Linked DNA regions of Mus musculus: regions 1 and 3 are each linked to region 2. A link is a contact called in public Micro-C and promoter capture Hi-C data. All regions are on one chromosome and are shown on one strand. The core of a region is the stretch at or near the end of the contact, and the rest is flanking DNA. Distances in the headings are between cores, read along the strand shown.

Region 1 (4,127 bases), core at 131-2,630, 830 kb after region 2:
GAAGAAAGAATGCAAGTTGATACCCTCCGACAAGGCGGCGTCACAGTCGCGTTCCAGGTCCCAAATGGATCGGCGGTGACTGTTTCCTTTCCAAAACCAAGGCCTGCCACAGTGGGGAGGGGATGGAAGCATTGGAGGGAGGAGCTGCGGGAGCTCAGGCTGCGGACCAGCCACCCAGTTCCCGCGGCCCCACAGCAGCCTGATGCCGCAGGGAACCACAGCTGCCCGCGCCGCTGGAGAACGCCTCGCCCGGGGTTTTTCCCGGTTCGGGAGAAAGTGCTTGGCCCGGCATTTCTTCCAGCACAGGCTCTGACTGGAGACAAAGCGGGATTTGGAGCCAAAGGCCCGATCCTTCCCGACAGGGGGGTCAAAGATGTAGCCCCCCAGCTCAGTGCCTCTCCTGGATCTGCTACCCGGTTGGACCGAGCTGGAGCGCACCGGCTCCTGTGGGGAGAGTAGAGCTCAGACGTTGCAGGCCCACGCGGAGCTCTGGCTCTGGTGTCACACACTTCCCCGTGGGGTCCCTCAGCACCTCTATCCCCTGCTCCTCGTGTTTCCGCTCTGCTCAAGCGTGCTTGGGAACCGTGCGAGCGGGGCTGCGCTGCAGGCCACCGGGAGCCGCAGGATCCTTTTGCCCTTCGCGGCCTCTCCACTCACCCTCCAATCTGACTTAGCACGGGCACATCTAACGATCCGTACTGCTTCCCCGCTTCCCGCCCGGGGGCTCCCTTCTCCAGTGCCCTTCTGGTCTCTCCCCATCTCCCTGGCCGGGTACTCGTTACAGTGGGTACCACTTGGACCCCTGGAGTAGGCGTTGGGCTCAGGGCTGCGGGCGCACCGAGGTTCGGTTCTCAAAAGAGCAGCGGGGTTCGAGGCGCGCTGCTGACGGGCTGGCCAGGAGCGCGCCCATTGGCTCCCGGCACGCCGGCGTCGCTGGCTGGCGCGCAGCGGCCAATGGGGCGCGGGGCCCGGGCGGCGGGGGCGCGGGCGGGGAGCGGCGGCGGGGGCCGTGACGTCACGGGAGGGGGTCGGCGCCGCCCGCGAGCCCGCGGATGACAAGCCAACGCGCGGGGCAGCGGCGGGAGTCGCCGGGCGCCGCCTGTCCGCGGTCTCCTGCGCCCGCGCTTGCTCCTTCGCTGCTTCTCCTCCTCCCGGGGCGGCGGCGGCCGCGTTCGCTCCGCAACTTTCCAACAAAGTTCAGAAACTCGGCTCCGGGACTGCCGGGTCACGCACGGCGGTCACCTCCGGGACCGCCCGGCCTTAGCGGTCGCTGCACCTGCTCCGGCCGCCGCCGCCGCCGCCCGGGATCGGGCAGTGGGCAGACCCAGGCGGCGGCGGTGGCGGTGCAGGTGGCGGCGGCGGGGTTGCTCCAGCGGCCAGCATCTTAGTCTCGGTGCTGCTCTCCGCTGCCACCGCCCACGTGCGCGGTGGTCCAGCGGAGCGGAGCACACCTTCCCGCTTGTGGCATTTGGGGGCTTTCCCCTCAAATTTTTTTCTCTTTACTTTTTGTATAAGGGGGAAAAGTTGAGTCGAAAGTGCCCACCAATTGTCACCTCCCATTATCCTTCATTCCCTCCCCACTTTTTTTTTTTTTTAAAGCAGTGTCAACGCTTTTTAGTGTCTATTTTGTTTTACGATCGGTAGTTTCCCTTGCTTGGTCCCGGCGGCGGCTGATCCGCGGAGTAGCGTGGACCTCATGTAGAAATGACAGCAATGGAAGGGGCCAGCGGGTCGAGTTTTGGAATAGACACTATTTTGTCCGGTGCCGGTTCCGGGAGCCCCGGCATGATGAACGGGGATTTCCGATCGCTCGGTGAAGCGAGGACAACGGATTTTAGGAGCCAGGCCACCCCGTCACCCTGTTCGGAGATTGATACCGTGGGAACGGCGCCCTCTTCACCGATCTCGGTCACCCTGGAACCCCCGGAGCCGCATCTTGTGACAGACGGACCCCAGCATCACCATCACCTCCACCACAGCCAACAGCCGCCGCCACCATCCGCGGTCCCCGCGCAAAGTTTGCAGCCTTCGCCCCAACAGCAACCGCCGCCGCAGCCGCAGTCAGCAGCCCAGCAGCTGGGCTCGGCCGCCGCGGCCCCCAGGACTTCCACCTCTTCCTTTTTAATTAAGGACATCTTGGGAGACAGCAAACCCCTGGCGGCTTGTGCACCCTACAGCACCAGCGTTTCTTCTCCTCATCACACCCCGAAGCAGGAGAGCAACGCGGCACACGAGAGCTTCAGGCCAAAGCTTGAGCAGGAGGACGGCAAAACCAAGCTGGACAAGAGAGAAGACCCCCAGAGCGACATCAAATGCCACGGTGAGTTGCGCCGGAGCTGCCCGGGTCACTTGAGTGACCGCCGAAGGAGAGGGGCCTAGGCGTGCGATTTAGCGACGCACCTTAAGTTCTGTTGGTTACATTTCTGCCCCACAACCTTTGCGGCCATCCGGCTCCGTTCTTTGTTTTACTTAATTTTAAATGTGCTGGAGGAAGGTGGTAACTGAAGAGATAGGATGGGAGACACTTTTCGTTGAAAACAGAGGCTTACTTGGGATTTTTTTTTTTTCTTCTTTTAGCTGAGACCTTGGGAATGGGAGTGGGAAGGGGTGGAGAGAAGCTGGTAGCCAGTTGTGGTTGTCTAGGTCTGTGATCACAACTTGATGTTTATTTTTGAATGCAATACCACCCCAGTATTTTCCAAATGCCCCCTCCATGTTTTCTAAATGCCGTCACAGGAATTGTCTGATTTAATGTTAGAAAAATTTCCAACATTATTACAGGAGCAATTCATTTTTACTAATTGATGATTAATACAGAAAACAAATCATAGCCTGTTTTTTAAGAACACCCTTCTCACCGATACCCCTCTTCTGGCCCTTTCCAATAACAAATATTTGTGAAAACTAAATTTTATGGAATTTGTTTTTGTAAAATCAAGACAACAATGGAAATTTATCTTTTAATACCCTATTTTCGTCTTGGGCAATTTCAATTTCATAAGTAACTGTTCTTGTCTTTGCATTGCAAAAGATTTTAAAACACCAGGGAGATTTCCCCCATCTTTAGTGGTATTATTATTATTATTATTATTATTATTAATGCTTAATTTTTCTCTGGTAAGGATTGCAATCTAGAAGGTTCCTACCTTCTAGGACATGGGCTCTTCATTTTACTGTTTATAGCATTAGCATAATAGTGCCCCAAACAGATGTACAGTCTGGTCTGGCGATTTCTCGTTCACCAACCTCCCCAGTGGGTCAATTAGAGAGATTATTGTTCTTCCTGCAGGGAAGATCAAGGAGTACTGCACAAACCGGTACAAACGGAGAGGGATTGACATATCGATTTCCTAGCATTTCAGCAAAAAACCAAACTTGACAAATAGAATCCGGAAATTTCTGTGCTGTCACCTGGATGGGCTCAAGTGTTTTTTGAGCTCAGTTCAGTGACACATTCTCTCTGAAGCTTGGAAGGGACCCGATACAGAGGAGGTCTGCAGAAGGTTTGAGTCTTAACATTTTCCAAATGCATCTGAAAAGAAACAAAGGCATCTAAGTTCCAGCTAGCAGGAAAAATATTAGAGCAACGTCCTGAAGTCTGCCTGTCTTGAAAACAGAGTAGAAAGACTTTGGAGAGTGCCTTACAAAGAACATCCCTTTGAAAACAACAAAGAGGAGCATAACATAACCTCCTCTCAGACCAAAGAGAACTAGAAACAGGAGACCACAGACACTTAAACTCTCTCAGGCCTCTCTGCTCTCCAAGGCCCAGGAAAGGGTGTGGGGGTGTGGAGGTGTGTGCCAGGTGGACACTCCTCTCTTCCTCGGTTCAGGCTGATTTACAGAACCCTGTCACTGTTTCTACCCTAGGAACAAAGGAGGAAGGAGACCGGGAGATTACAAGTAGCCGAGAGAGTCCCCCCGTGAGAGCCAAGAAACCTCGAAAGGCCAGGACAGCTTTCTCAGACCACCAGCTCAACCAGCTGGAGCGTAGCTTTGAGCGGCAGAAGTACCTAAGTGTCCAGGACCGAATGGACCTGGCGGCCGCACTCAACCTCACTGACACCCAAGTCAAGACCTGGTACCAGAACCGAAGGTGAGGAGAGCCACTGGGTCCCTGCAGGCCA
Region 2 (3,991 bases), core at 400-2,899:
GCTGAGGCAAGACCTGTGGGGAGGCAAGACCCGCAGAGGACATAAGGCGTTTGAAGGGTATAAGTAAAACTCCATGGACAGTAACAGAGTATAGCTAGGATTGTTTATAGAGCTAGCGGTGTAATGCTGGTCGGTTTGGAATCTTTGCTGATCTTCGCTTCTCAGAGGGGCATAGCTGAGAGCTTCTCCTGACATTCCTGTTGGTCCCTGCTGCTGCTGAGGCTGAGGCCTGGCTGTTTCTGCTACGTAGTGCCACCGCTGTTGATTTGTGTTGACTATCCTGACTCTACTGAACTTCATATATCTGTGAAGTGTTTGCGAGTGGATCCAACTGTCTCTTCAAACCTGTGAACTGAACTACAGATTTCCAGACAACACAGATGGGAGTTGCTCCAAAGAACCTTTCTAAACAGGTCTACTTCCCCATATCCTTTGGTTTTTCCTACTTCTCTGGAGGGTGGTGGGCAAGAAGGGAGGTTAAAGTGTTTAAGAAACATCATTAAAAATAGGCTTTAAAAACTTAAAATTACAAAAGTCTAGCTGGGCTACTCATTTGTGCAAAGGTTCCCTGACGATCCAGCAGCTGTCAAGACTGGAAACTTGTCTTTGAACCAGACACTTCAGTCACTCCATCTGTTGTGGCACCTGTAGAGTTTCCCGTGAAGTAACTGGTGACAGAATTCCATGGATAAAGGTGCTTGCTGCCAACCCTGAAGAAATGCACCAAAGATGGATTCTTGGGCCCTACTTGAGGAAAGGGAGAAAGTTGTCTTCTGACCTCTACTCTGGCCAAGGCTGGTTCTGAACTTGTGATTCTTCTGCCGTACTTGGTTGTATGTGGTGCTGGGGCTCAAACTCAGGGCTCTGTGTATGCTGGGCAAATACATTACTACCGAGCTATAGCCCCAATGGGCAATTCACCTTTTAATAGAAAGTGAAGCGTAAACAGTGCCAGATTTGTGTTGGTGACTGAAGTAGCTGCATTCAACTCTTGCAAAGCACATTCATGCAGGCAGGACCCTGTGTGCTCGCCTATCCTGTGTTCAGAGGGCCGCGGGGAAACCGTAGGAATGGAATTCAGCAGCTGGAGAAGGCACTTTAATTCAGCAGCTGGAGAAGGCACTTTGAGCTAGGCTGTAGAAAGTAAGAGACCCTGACCACACCACAAGAGCATATCTTTAGATAACCGAAACTGGAGAAAAACCAAACTGGGGCAGAATGAATGTGTGCATGGGGCTTCGATGTGGGAATGGGTTTCTCTGAGATTTTTTTTAAAGGAATTTTTATATCAACAACCAGGAATCCAATAAAACTATCTTCTCCTAAGGCCCTGGTAGTTTGAAGGATCTAGGGAAAGGCAGCGAGTCTTCGCAGTGCGCGCCACATCCCGGGTACTCCACACTTCTTCCAGGCCGGGGATGCCCAGCTGTCATCCCATCTCGGGCCGAACCCCCCCCCCCCCCCCCCACACACACACACACCCGACTTCCTTTCTATCCTTACAGCTCCAGCCTTCTCTGCCCGAAGGGAAGCACAGGCTGGAGCAAGCTCTCTAGGCTCATCCATCAGCAGTGGAGGAGGAGGAGAGGAGGGGCAGGAGGAGGAGTTTCTAGGCGGCCGAGCCCCCGAGGCCCGCGGTGCCCTTCCCCCCTTTCGCTGATTGCTGTGGCTGCGCGCCCGACCCCGCCCGCGCGTGTGCGCGGCCGAGTTAGGGCGCCGCACGGGCCTGATGGGGGTGATCCAGGCTTTCGGGGACGCCGAGCGCCACTTTCCTCCTCCCTGGCAGTGAGAGAGAGAGAGAGGTGGAGAGGGAGAAGCGGGCTGCTGTCCTTCCAGGCCACTTTCGCTGCGCGATTCCGCGAGCTCCCGGCAGGAGGTGAAAGTCCCCGGCGGGGTCCGGATGGCGCAGTTGAACTGCGGCTGCTGAGCTCGCGGCCGCCTGCGCGCGCTGGGCGCGGGGACTCGTCTGGGCTACTCCCCCACCTCGCGTTGGACGACCGGTCCTGGACACACCGCTTGCGAGGTACGTGCGGTTTGGCGCCCTATCAGAGGCTGTGCACGCTGCGTAGTGCGGGTCGGTGCCTGCTTTGCGGGGTTGCTCTGGCCATCCAGGACCCCGAGGCTGGGACCTGGCTTTGGTCCCGCAGGGTTGACGCTGAGCGGAACCGGGATCCGCTGCGGTCCCGGGTGGGCAGCGCCGGGGAGGAGTTCCCCACACCCGCTTTCGCTCTTCCTCTCCACGGTTTCCTAGTCCCGTGCGGGGCTGCAGGCCACTGCGCTCCTGGCGCGTGACAGCGTGGGTGGGCACTCGACCATGATGGGTAGCAGAGGCCGCGGCCGCGGGACTCGCGCGCCAACGCCAGTCCTGGGTCCCCGCTGGCCGCGCCCTGGCTCGGGGAGTCAGTCCCGAAAACGCTGTGAAGGACGCTCCCGGGTTAACCTTGTGGCGCTCCCGCTGATGGTAGAGGCTCCCTACGATTTGTGAACTTGGTTGGGACAAACTTGAAACTCTTGGATGTTGCTAGAGGAATCCGCTTGTAGAGTTGGGCTTATTGGGGCATTTGTCCCACCTTCCCGCACCGGATAGGAGTGCAGACAGCTGGAGTGACAAGCCGCAAGTATCACGGCTTAGGTGTTGGTGCAAACAGTTGCCCTACTCGCTAACCGTGAACTGGGAGGACACGGTCCCCCAAGGTGGCTGTGCGGTTTGGAGGAGTGCACAGATGTTTCTGACTGGGACCGTGCGGAGCGCAGCACAGGTGTTAGCGCCTCGTGCTGCGCCCTGCTGTGACAGGAGAGCCGCGAGGATAGGCATCCCGTGAGTGTCAGACTGAGATAAAGAACCAGCCAATTTAAAATTTCTTCTTTCTTCGAAGAAGTGAGCGGTTTGGGAGGGTACCAACACGCAAAAAAACCCATATCGGGATCCTTTAATATCCAGGGAATGGCCCTTTAGATTGTAGCGGGTAATTTTAGGGAGAGCTCAGCAGGTCCTTTTGGGGTACTAAAACGGGAATATATTGATCCCTCCCTGTATGTCAGTATCTCCAGCAACTCCAGCTAGTTCCTGTCAGGGCTTAAAGACTACGTCAACTCTGGTTCAAAGTGATTTTAGTGGACCCATTTTACAGATCATATATGCTAGACTCCAGCAGCTAGAGGCAAAGTTACTTGTCCAAGGTCACATAGAGCTTTCTGTTACTTTTAACCCAAGAGCTGCCTCGGTCAGTCATGGCGGAAAGTGTGGTAAGATCCATGGGCCCTAAGTCCTTGGCCCTCTGTTCTCACCCAGCTTCCTGTCTGAGTTGAATACATCTTTTGAAACACAGATACAAATTATCTGTGATTAATTTAGAGGATCATATACGTATGTACTTTGCAGGAGCCAGAATCCAGCTTCTCTGAGTCTGGGTCCAAATAATTATAAATAGAACTCTGACTCGTGTTAATTTCAATCTTTATTCTTCATTACTTTTATTAATCCACCAGACATTGTTGATCAAGGCCGCTTGGCTTCCTTAGGAAACAGCTTGAGGCTGGCACAGGAGGCAGGGAAATAATTCTTACCCCCTGAAGGGCTATTAAAGACGACTTGATTTCATGCCATTGTCTCAGCAAGAGGATGTTGCTCTGTTTCTTGATGTTCTCTGCTTTTGGCTTTAATTCTGCATTGTTTAGCATTTCAAGGCTTAGGCATACTTTTTTCTCTTGACATTGTTGTCAGCTTTAAACGTCCCCTATTGTGATGGAATCTGGCCACCCCACACCACCTTTGCTTAACTGTTGATTAAGATATGTACATTAAAAAACAATAAAGTCATCAACTGAGTTTTGAACCCCAGCACTTCAAAGGCCTATGCCTTGAGAAATTCATTGTTATTTTAAACACTAGCCAGCAGGGGGCGCACAGCATATTATTGATGTCCTGCTGACATCTAGACCTGTTTGTACTGTGTGTAGCATATATTTCAGAAATGGAAATTATTGTAGC
Region 3 (4,058 bases), core at 1,034-3,533, 590 kb after region 2:
TTGCTCATGCCTGTGGAGTTCCGAGGTTGATATGACATCTTGATTGCTTTCTTTTTTCTTTTTTTAAAGATTTATTTATTATATATAACTACACTGTAGCTGTCTTCAGACACACCAGAAGAGGGCATCAGATCCCATTACAGACGGTTGTGAATCACCGTGTGTTTGCTGGGATTTGAACTCAGGACCTCTGGAAGAGCAGTCAGTGCTCTTAACCGCCGAGCCATCTCTCCAGCCCCCTTGATTGCTTTCTATCTCATGTATTCAGCAGTGTCTCTTGCTGAACCAAGAGCATTTAGTGAGTCTGGCTAGCCAGCTTGCTGTAAGGATCCCTGTCTCTGAGCCTCACAGGCTACAGTTACAGACCTGATGTCATGTCCATCCAGCTCTTACAAGAGTTCTGGAATCTGAACTCCATCTAGTCTTCACACTGAACAGTGCGCTTTGCCCCCTGGGCCATCTCCCCAGTTCAATTAAACTTTAGATATATTTTATAGGAAAGTATTTGCATACTGAGTCTATTTTCTGTTTTATGAGGTTATTTATTCGTTTATTTATTTATTTTTCTCAACAGGATTTCTTTGTGTAGCCCTAGCTATTCTGGAAGTCTCTTTATAGACGAGGCTAGCCTCAAATTAGCAATTCCCCCACCTCCATAGTGCTGGGAATAAAGGTACTCACCACCGTGCCTGACTCTCATGAGAGCTTTTGTTTATAATTTTAAAAGCTTTATGTTTTTAACCTCCCCACTCCCTACTAAGATGAAAGTAGACTCTTTTCTTAGAACTATGGAAACTCATTTATTCAACACTTTATATAATCTGAATACACACACACACACACACAAAGTATCTGGAGATCCCATACATCGATATATTTTATATATCTGAAATGTGCCCTGAAGTATGCAAGGCTTGGTTCCAGGTGATAGGCCTTTGAGTTCTGCAGGTTAACAGACCTGGTGGGTCAGGAGACATGGCTCACTGGCCAAGAGTACCTTATGTGCTTGCTGGGGACTCAGGATCAGGTCCCTTGTGATATTTCCACATGATGGCCTGTCATTTGCAGCTCCAGTTTCAGGTCCTTCCTGAGGCTCATTTGGACTCTGTGGTACCAGGCATGAAGCATGCGGTGCACAGCCATACATTCAAGCAAAACCCAAACTCATGAGATGAGAATAAGTCTCTAAAGTGCATCTCCTCCAAGCAGTTGGCTGAAAATGGACACAGATTTATTTGTTGTGTATCTATCTATTCGTATATATGAAGGAAAGCTTTCATTTTGAAACAGCTCAACAGTCTAATCTCTCTTTGCCACTTTAGGTTGTAATGAACTTGAACAGGTGACAAGAATGCCTGACACACACACAGCATGAACTCTAGTTGTCAGCAGTTACTAGCAAGCGAAATAATTAGAGTGGATAGTGAAATGTTCGTTCTTTGGGATACATTTGCTGCTTCTGAAGGCACCGTTTTTCAGGAAAGATACTCCCATTCTTGACAAATAAATGTAATTATGGTGTATTCCTGTGAATGTTAATAATATCTCGAAGGCTTGGAGGTGCATAGTTCATGATTACTGCTTAACTACTAAAAAACGTTTTAAAGTTTTTCATGAGAAAAAGTTCAGCGAAACCAAAGAATTTAGTAAGGCAGGCCCATCAGAGTATTCTAGAACGTTTAGCTCACCTTCAACAGGTTAGGAACTTGTTGACTCGGTTCAAAAGCAAAGCGAATACCTCTAATTAGTGCGCTGCTTCCCTCAGAAGCCCATGGCTGAATGCTTGTTAAAAGGGAGATTTAGAAGACCCTCTGGGGAATCTATTGATTACCTGAAGAGTTAACCAGCATTTCTGACGTCTCTTTGCATGACTCCAATTTGGACAATCAAGGCATGTTCCTTAGTGCAGAATCTGCCCTTGCAGAGTCCAAGGAACCCAAATCCGGGCCTTCTTTTTGGGTGTCTTGTCTGGGTAACTGAATTTCTATACCTGATGCTTTTGCCACCTGGCCTGTTTAACATCATAAAACCTGTCTGTGCCAGTTCTCCAAGGTAGGCCTGATATATGTTGCTGGTTCTTTCAACAGCTGGAAAAGGGAACAGGTTTTTGGCAAACTAGCGATTGCAGACACCAGAGATGGGCCTATTCCACCTTAAAGGGCCTAGGCATTCCTGGTACTTGGGTCTTGCAGAGTTTGGTCGCCACCATATTTGGAGCGTGCCTACTTTGGGGCGGGAACCTCCTCCGGAGTGGTTAGGTCACCGCTGGGGGAGGTGACCTTGTTTGGTTTTGGCACGGGAGAGCAGCGGTGCAGCGTTGCTGCCGCCCCCCGTGGGTCTGATTGGCACGGGAGCTCCGGCGGCCCGAGAGCACGGGCGCGCCTCGCTGGCTTCCCCCGGCGGCCGGCGGCCAGGCAGAGGCGGGAAAGCCGCGCGCCTGCGCCGTGGGAACCGAGGCCGGAGGCGAGAAGCGGGGAGCGGAGGGGGCCGTTGGAGCCGAGTAGCGTACAGAGCGGCGTGTGACGCGGGGACGCCGCGCGCTCCCAACGTCGCCCCGGTTTGACGCACACGGCACCAAACTGTGAGTTTCGGGGGTCTTATTCGGTCGGATTAGCCCCGGCCCCGGCCGCGTTTCGGACGTCCGGGCTGAGGCGGTGGCGGGACTGAGGGTGGCGGAAGAAGTTGTGGGGGGACCCGGCCCGCGGCGCTCGGGCCCGGGGAGCTACGCCCTAGGCTGGCTCCCAACCCTCGGAAAGGACGCGTTTTGCCGCACAGGCTAAGATGGCGGCTGCTGCCGAGGAGGCGGAGTTGCTGCTGCACAAGGAGCCCGGGCCGCGGGGTCCGGGAGGCGGCGGTCGCGGGGGGCCGCGGAACCTTAGGTGAGCGGCGGCGGCCGCCGCGGGGCGGGACTCGGAGGCGGGCGCGCGGGGCGGGGGGTGCCTTTCCGCTGCGGCGGCGGCGGATCCGGTGGCGGACACAAAGGGGCCGAGCCGGGCTCTGGACTCGGGGGGTTTTGTTTAGTCACATGTAGCGGAGCAGCCAGTGAGCGGTAGGGGGAAGGGGGCCGAGACCCGGAGGTCCGGGGAGCCCTGCGGTCGCCATTGTAACTCCCCGAGTAACGGGGGCGGTCCGAGAGCAGTCAGGCGGCGCCCCGTGCGCGGCTAGGCTACTCTGTCCGGGCCTGTAGCCCCGGCCCTGGAGGTAACTGTCCACACCCCTCCCCTGACTTTGGGACCAGAGCGCATAGCCTTCCCCTTCTTCCCACTGGTCTGCAACATCTTGTGCCGCTAAGTGCCTGAGAAGTAACTCCAAGAGGTAAAAAAAAAAGAAAAAAAAAGAAAAAAAAACACTCGAAGTGTTTGGGTGGCCACGGGGCTTGGTGGGTATCTAGCTAAAGCTTTTTGCCTCTCCAGGTCTGATTCCCTGGCCTTTGTGTCCCTGGGAGCTTAATCTCTGCCAGAGGAAAGCAGGTGTGTGCTCCGTCCACTCCTCCCGAGAACATGAAGATGAGTTGTCCCAGACCCTTCCCCGTGATTGGAAACTTAGGTGGTTTCTTGTTGCGAGACTTCCACAGACGACTCTCGTGTTGGGATCCATCCATGGTTTAGCGACATTAGTGGAAAAGTTCTCTTCAACTGTTAAAATAATACTGACTTAAATGTAGTTGTTATAAAACTTTCGTATTAGCTTTCAAATTTTATGTGATAAAACTCAACGAGGGGATGCCCACGGCTTGTGGCCCTGAAATGATGTTGGTCCTGTTGTGTGCACAAGTTAATTTCCACAGAAGTATCCAAACACCATCACGTGTTGTGGCCAGTCCTGACTGATGCCAAGTTTACTGCATCTGGGAGATGTGTTGGATTTGCCTTAATCGTGTTGTAGTTTAGTTAATTTTGGCCCCACGAAGGAAAGTGTTTCAGAACCTAAACAACTAAAGTTCCCCAGATCAAGAAAACCTGCTTCAGGGCCATGTGTAAGTATCTAGGGAACTAGGTGTCAGCTATACAGCTGTACCTTATTTCCAGTAGGTTTGGTAAGAAAGAAATGGAGATTCT

The links. Hi-C and Micro-C count contacts between places; a contact is called where the count stands out from the background. Capture Hi-C pulls out chosen DNA fragments and counts their contacts.
Region 1: a contact with region 2 is called in a Micro-C map of embryonic stem cells, with 4 times the contacts expected there. The contact joins the promoter of Barhl2 here to the promoter of Tgfbr3 in region 2. A contact is called at or near these places in 2 of 39 promoter capture datasets (embryonic stem cells and stem cell-derived epiblast-like cells), 6 of 484 Hi-C or Micro-C datasets (all in embryonic stem cells), 4 of 115 datasets of contacts at active chromatin or transcription factors (all in embryonic stem cells) and 1 of 9 other capture datasets (embryonic stem cells).
Region 3: a promoter capture Hi-C map of liver shows a contact between it and region 2, with 2.5 times the contacts expected there. The contact joins the promoter of Zfp644 here to the promoter of Tgfbr3 in region 2. A contact is called at or near these places in 9 of 39 promoter capture datasets (the C10 cell line, cranial neural crest, embryonic stem cells and 4 more), 1 of 15 datasets of contacts at CTCF or cohesin (the NIH/3T3 cell line), 2 of 484 Hi-C or Micro-C datasets (Th1 cells and pre-B cells), 3 of 115 datasets of contacts at active chromatin or transcription factors (bone marrow-derived macrophages, large pre-B cells and pro-B cells) and 2 of 9 other capture datasets (adipose tissue and liver).

Annotation. Positions count from the first base shown.
Region 1 is chr5:106,455,419-106,459,545 of GRCm38.p6, reverse strand. Barhl2 (BarH like homeobox 2) reads left to right here and starts at 1,380. Exons shown (of 3, transcript NM_001005477.1): 1 at 1,380-2,320; 2 at 3,871-4,096. The coding sequence starts at 1,705. It overlaps Gm33151 (a long non-coding RNA gene), which reads right to left and starts at 954. Exons shown (of 2, transcript XR_389476.3): 1 at 658-954; 2 at 1-103.
Region 2 is chr5:107,287,287-107,291,277 of GRCm38.p6, reverse strand. Tgfbr3 (transforming growth factor, beta receptor III) reads left to right here and starts at 1,649. Exons shown (of 17, transcript NM_011578.4): 1 at 1,649-2,023.
Region 3 is chr5:106,695,055-106,699,112 of GRCm38.p6, reverse strand. Zfp644 (zinc finger protein 644) reads left to right here and starts at 2,283. Exons shown (of 10, transcript NM_001363318.1): 1 at 2,283-2,581; 2 at 3,414-3,470.